Linked DNA regions of Oryctolagus cuniculus: region 1 is linked to region 2. The links are chromatin contacts, called in public Micro-C maps. All regions are on one chromosome and are shown on one strand. Each heading gives the region's core, a stretch centred on a gene start, on an enhancer-like site or on the middle of the called end of the contact. The rest is flanking DNA. Distances are from core to core; before and after follow the strand shown. Region 1 has its middle 8.2 kb from the start of IER5. Region 2 holds the start of STX6 (syntaxin 6).

The links. A called contact is a pair of places that touch in the nucleus more often than the background predicts.
Region 1: a contact with region 2 is called in a Micro-C map of ear pinna, with 4 times the contacts expected there. The contact joins the enhancer-like site here to the promoter of STX6 in region 2. A contact is called at or near these places in 2 of 6 Hi-C or Micro-C datasets (ear pinna and skin fibroblasts).

Annotation. Positions count from the first base shown.
Region 1 is chr13:147,982-150,840 of mOryCun1.1, reverse strand. No RefSeq gene overlaps it. Among named protein-coding and RNA genes, the nearest start is that of IER5, 8.2 kb to the right of the region's middle. Within about 2 kb of position 1,425, at least 5 of the 8 cell types and tissues checked have an H3K27ac peak or open chromatin away from gene starts, as enhancers often do. A contact at or near this core is called in ear pinna, where this site is marked.
Region 2 is chr13:105,098-108,220 of mOryCun1.1, reverse strand. It overlaps STX6 (syntaxin 6), which reads left to right and starts at 1,845. Exons shown (of 8, transcript XM_051841021.2): 1 at 1,845-2,097. The coding sequence starts at 2,063.

The DNA.
Region 1 (2,859 bases), core at 176-2,675, 43 kb before region 2:
GAGGAGGAGGGGACAGGCAAGGCCACAACTCCCAGAGCAGCCAGGGTCCGGCAGCCTGAGAACCGGGGAGTGGGTGAACGAGCAGTGAGCAGCAGAGCCCAAACTGGGCCTCCCGCCCCTGCTGGGGACGGCCGCCTCCCCCCGGCTCCTGGAGGCCCGTGCACCGCCTGTGCCTTCAGCTGCTGGGCAAGCGTGGCTGATCCCAGCAGCAGCCATTTTCCCAGGGTGACCGTATTGTGAGAAGGGTAGGGCGTCAGAGGGTCCTCTGTCCTCCGTGGGGAGGAGGGGTAACTCAAGTTTGTTTCTCAGAAATCACAGGAAGCCCAGCTGGGCTGCAGGAAGTGTGGGGTCCCACCTGCTGCTCTGAACCGGCCCCGCCCCACCCGCTCTGGAGACCAGGGCAGATCTGCCATGCAAAAGCTTCCACGGAGTTGAGATTAATATCCAGCACTTATCTAAACAGAGTACAACTTGGTCAGGATGGGGAAGTAAGGAATTTTAGGAAAGTTACTAATATGCACACAAGGGGTTGGTGCTGTGGCATCCCCAGTTAAGCTGCTGCCTGTGACGCCAGCATCCCATATGGGGTTCAAGTCCCAGCTGCTCCACTTCCCATCCAGCTCCCTGCTGATGGCCTGAGAAAGCAGCAGACATGACCCAGGTGCTTGGGCCCTGCACCCACACGGGAGACCTGGAAGAAGCTCCAGGCTGCAGGCTGGCCCAGCCCTGGCCGTTGAGGTCGTTTGGGGAGTAAACCAGCAGATGGAAGACTCTCTCTCTCTCCTCCTCCTCCTCCTTCTCTCTCTAACTCTGCCTTTCAAATAAATAAAATTAAAAAAAAAATATGCACATAAATCACAACAAAAGGCGACCACAACAGATGCCTCAGAGGCGCCACCGTGGGGCCACTTCCTGCCCGCTGGCTGGCCGCTGCTTCTCCTTGCCTCCAGTTTTTCTTCTCTCACTCAGTTGTCTGTTTTTTAGCCAGTGATGGATCTTAAAAGCCTTCCTCAGCTCCCCCCCAACACAGCACCCCCAGCCGGGATGATCCCCCTTAGTTATACTCATTCTCCACCAGAGGGAAGCACTTGTCATCCAGCGACCCCTGCTCTCTGGCCCCAGGGCCTTCGCACAGCGGCTTCAGCTACCTGGAATGGTTCCTCCCTTACTGCCCACTTGGCCCACTCCAGCACGGCTTGGGGCTCAGCACGGAAACAGCGCCCTCTTCCCATCACCCTCCCCTAACACCCTTCCCGGGTTAGGCACCCCTCGTAAATATCCCCGCGTCCGGTCTCAAGTGGAGCGATGATGACCAGCTGCTCACCCGCCTCTGGACACGGAACCTGGTGCCCGGCTCAGCAGAGTGCAGAGACAGCAGGAAGTCACAGAGGCTTCTGAGTCAGAGGCTGCTGACATCACTGGAGCCGTATGCGGCTGAGTGTTTTCTTGTCACAGCTGAGGTTGGAGGAAGTGAAGTGTTGGGGCAGAGAACAGACTGAAGGAACGCGTTTACAGTAAAAATGAAGATGGTGACGGTGGGACCTGGAAAACAACAGCGGAAGTGACCACAGTGGAGCGGCACCGCTCCTACAGCACTTGTGCTGGCAGCGCGGGGAGGGGGCCGGGCCAGGCTGTGCTGGCAGCGCGGGGAGGGGGCCGGGCCAGGCTGTGCTGGCAGCGCGGGGAGGGGGCCGGGCCAGGCTGTGCTGGCAGAGGGGGCGGGGGGGAGGGCGGGGCCAGGCCAGGCTGTGCTGGCAGCGCGGGGAGGGGGCCGGGCCAGGCTGTGCTGGCAGAGGGGGCGGGGGGGAGGGCGGGGCCAGGCCAGGCTGTGCTGGCAGCGCGGGGAGGGGGCCGGGCCAGGCTGTGCTGGCAGAGGGGGCGGGGGGGAGGGCGGGGCCAGGCCAGGCCAGGCTAGGCCAGGCTGTGCAGCCCTGGCTCCCGGGCTGGGCCCGCATAGTCAACCAAAAGTCAGAAGGCACCAGATGAAGGCGCCGGTGGCTGCAGGAGAAACAAGATGGAGCTGTCTGTTTTTAGAAACAGCTGCAGCTATTCAGGACAGAAAGCAAAAAAGGCCAGAGGAAGCTTTGGGCTCCAGTCGAGCTGTGTCCTGGGGTGGTCTGGGCATCCCCTTCTCGCAGAACACCGTGAAAAGGCACAGGGGTGGTGTTGCTTTGCACTCTCACAACTTCGGGGTGAGAGGACCCCAACACCACGCAGAGCTGCTCCTCCCCATGTTCCCAACAACTCTCTCCACCTGACAGGGGCACAAGCTAGGGTTAGGGTCCACTCCGTTTTCCTAGTCTCACATTCCTCCTGGTCTGAGTCTGGAGTTACTTTATCTTGTTTCCCTTTAAACCATCACAGCCATCTGTGTCTCCTGCCCACTCTTACTTTCATCTCCTTACCCGACTGCCCAGCTTCTTCCTTGTCCTCGCAGCACCCAGGGCCCCCGTGCTAGACAAGCCCCAACCTGCCGCCAGCCTCAGACTAACCTGGCACAGTACCGAAAGCGGCAGATGTGGCAGGGAGGGAGGGCGGAGAAAATTTCTCACCACGAAACCACCGTCATTCATAACTGGCTTTCCAAATAAGAGGCGGTGTGTGTGCGTGACAGAGAGAGAGCAGTGAGCACACGTGTGCATTTTCTGCGGCAAGGATGCCAAATCCTGTCTTGCTCATAACGCATGCTAAAATGCCAGATTTTTTTTTTTTTTTTTTTACAGGCAGAGTGGACAGTGAGAGAGAGAGAGACAGAGAGAAAGGTCTTCCTTTTGCTGTTGGTTCACCCTCCAATGGCTGCTGTGGCCAGCGTACCGCACCGCACCGCATTGATCCAAAGCCCAGAGCCAGGTGCTTCTC
Region 2 (3,123 bases), core at 596-3,095:
CAGCCACCAAAATGCAACACCAGGGGAACTCTGCGAACACTATGCTAAGTGAAATGCACAGATCATAAAAAGACAGAGCCTACATGGGGTTCCTAGAGCAGCAATTCCTAGAGACAGAGAGCGTTGCTCCTGGGACTGGGGCAGGGTTGAGACAGCTGCAGGAGAGGAGTGGCCTAAACTCCACTGGGTTGTGCACTCACGACTGAAGCAGAGATCTTTCAGTTCTAAGGTGCTTAATGTGTTCCACAGCAGGCTTTCCCACACTTGATCCAGGTGATCCTCAGAGGGGCAGGCTGGCCGTGCTGTGTTCCTGGTGGAGTGGGGGCCGCTCCCTCGGTCCATCCTGGCACCTGCGGTGGGGCGAGGTTTCCTTGTGTCTGTGCGAGTCGCCTTGCAGGACCGAGGAGTCTCCTCCCACCACTGCTCTCCCGGCTGTGAGGCTCACTGGGTGCCTGAGGCGCTTTTGTAAGCACCTCAGGACTCCCAGGAAGGCTTGGAACCCCCAGAGAGGCTCAGAGGTGACAGCCTGGGGAGCTCCGTCATTCAGAGCACTCCCCATCCCTGCGCACTGTACCCCCAAGCACAGTGGACGGCAGCCAGGGGAGGCCGCCATCACCATGCCATCACCATGCCGGCTGACGCTCGCATCTTCTGCTGGTCGGCCCAAGCCTGGCTCAGGACAGGGCCCGCAGCACCTGTCAGACGCCCATCCTGCCCTGCGGATGCCCCAGTCCCCATGGCCTCGGGAGTGTCCAGGTACTTAGCATGGCCCCAGGCCGCCATCCTACTCCTGCTCCAGCCAGACTTGGGGGGCTCCACACCCCAGCCTGCTTCCCCTGTGCCTGCCCCTCCCGGCTTGCACACAGAGCCCCTGTGTCTATGGCAGCCGCCGCCTTCGCTTCGTGCCCTGTGTGCACCTGCCCTCTGCGGGCCTTGGGGGCAAGGAACCAGCCCCCTGCTCCCGTGCCCACGCCTGGTGGCTCTCAGCACTGCTCACACATGGACGGGATGCTTCTGAGAGCGTGGGGAAGGCAGGCGGTGACCACTTCACTACCCAGAACAGGACGGGGAGACAGCACGCTGCCCAAGACCGCACAGGTGAGAAGTGTGTGTGTGGGGGGGAGGGGCTCTGAACTCCACAGGGGAGTCCATCCACGACCACGCGGTTGCTGAACACGCGGACCCCTCCCAGGTCTCCTGCACAACTCCTGCAGCAGCTGTGCGCCGGCCGCACTCCCTGCCTCCTCGGGGTTCTGCGGTCTAACATGCATCTTGATTTACTGCTCAGAGCGGCTCGGAGCGAGAGGCCAAGTGCACAAGTGACCCTGGGCAGGTCACTTGGGGGTGCCAGGGTGACCGCTGCGCGACCCCGGAGAAGCCCATCGGCTGCCCACCCCACTGCTGCCCACGCCGGGGGTCCAGCCCCGAGGAGCGCCGCGCGCCAGGGCAGCTGCGGGGCCGGCGCAGGCCGATGGCAGGTACGAGCAGCTGTACAGCAGGTCTCCGACGAGCACTGAGGCACAGGGAAAGTGAGACGGCTGTACGGAGCACGCAGCCCGCGGAGCCCGAACCAGTGATCTTCCCCCAGGCGCGGACTGCCTGGCCGCAGAGGCCCGCCCCCACCACGCCGAGCCCCGCCCATCACGCCGGGCCTCGCCCATACAGGGCCCCGTCCCCACCACGCCGGGCCCCGCCCATACAGGGCCCCGCCCCACCACGCCGGGCCCCGCCCACGTCTGGGCTCTGCCGCCGGGCCCCGGGGCGCAGTGCGCAGGCCCCGACGGTGAGAGGCGGGACGTGGCCTGTCACGTGGGAGCGGTTGCGGACGCGATTGGCTGCGGCCGAGGGCCCGTGGGCGGAGTCAGGCCGGTGGCTGAGTCGGGTTCTGCCGGTGGCGCCGCCGAGAGCTGGGCCCGCGGCGTCCGGCGCACCCCACGCGCCCCCGGCCTCGCCTGCACCCAGCTCGGGTGCCCTCGCCCCGGCCTCCGCTCGGGCCACAGGCCGGGCACGGCCGCTGCAGGAGCCGGTGGGCGCGCAGGGGCGAGGCGGCCGGGCGGACGCCATGTCCATGGAGGACCCCTTCTTTGTGGTGAAAGGGTGAGTGTGGTCGGCGCTGTGGCCAAGGCGCGGCGGGTGGGCGCCGCCGGGCTGCGGGAGGGAGCGGCGCGCGAGTGCGGCCGGCGGGGTGCTCGGCGGGGGCTCGACGCGGTCCCGGCCAGCCCCTCGCTCGCCTCCCGCGGGGTGACAGGTGTCGGTCGCGGCTGCTGCCTGGCTCGGACGCCACGCCGTGTGCAGGTGGACACTCCGGACGCACGGCGTATCACACCGAAGCAAGGTGGTTCTGAGCCGCAGCTTTTAAAAATCTGGGTTTATTTGAAAGGCGCAGCATCAGAGCGAGCGTCCATCGCCGGCTGGCCCCTCGGATGCCCCCAGAGCAGAGGCCGGGCCGGGCTGCAGCCAGGAGCCCAGCGGGTCTCTGCCGTGAGGGGCGGCCCTCCGCGTCCCGGCTGCGTGGGCAGGAAGCTCCGTGGGGACACCCGCGCCCCGGCTCCTAGTGAGCCGTTTTTAAAAGATTTATTTATGTATGTGAGAGGTAGAGTTACAGAGAGAGGGAGACACACACACACACACACACAGGGAGAGGGAGAGAGAGAGAGAGGGAGGGAGGGAGGGAGACAGACAGACACACACACACACACACACACGGGGGGGGGGGAGACAGACAGACAGACAGACAGACATTCACTCCCCAGATGGCCACAACAGCTGGGCTGTGCCAGGCCAAAGCCAGGAGCTTCTTCCGGGTCTCCCACGCGGGTGCAGGGTTCCAGGCACTTGGTTCATCTACGGCTCTCCCAGGCCACAGCAGGGAGCTGGGTCGGAAGTGGAACAGCCGGGATAGAAGTGGCGCCCCTGTGGGATGCCAGCGTTGCAGGTGGCTTTTACTGGAGTTTAGGAAAACCCTAGATTGCCATGCCGCGTTGACATTTCCTGGATGGGGGTCAGCACAGTCCGTCAGGGCCGTGGGCTTGTCTGACTTTTCCCAGGCGTAGCTCATGTCCTCTAGGTGCTGCCGGAAGAGGACTCAGCGCCTCACCAGCCACGTGGTGTCGGTGTTGGTGG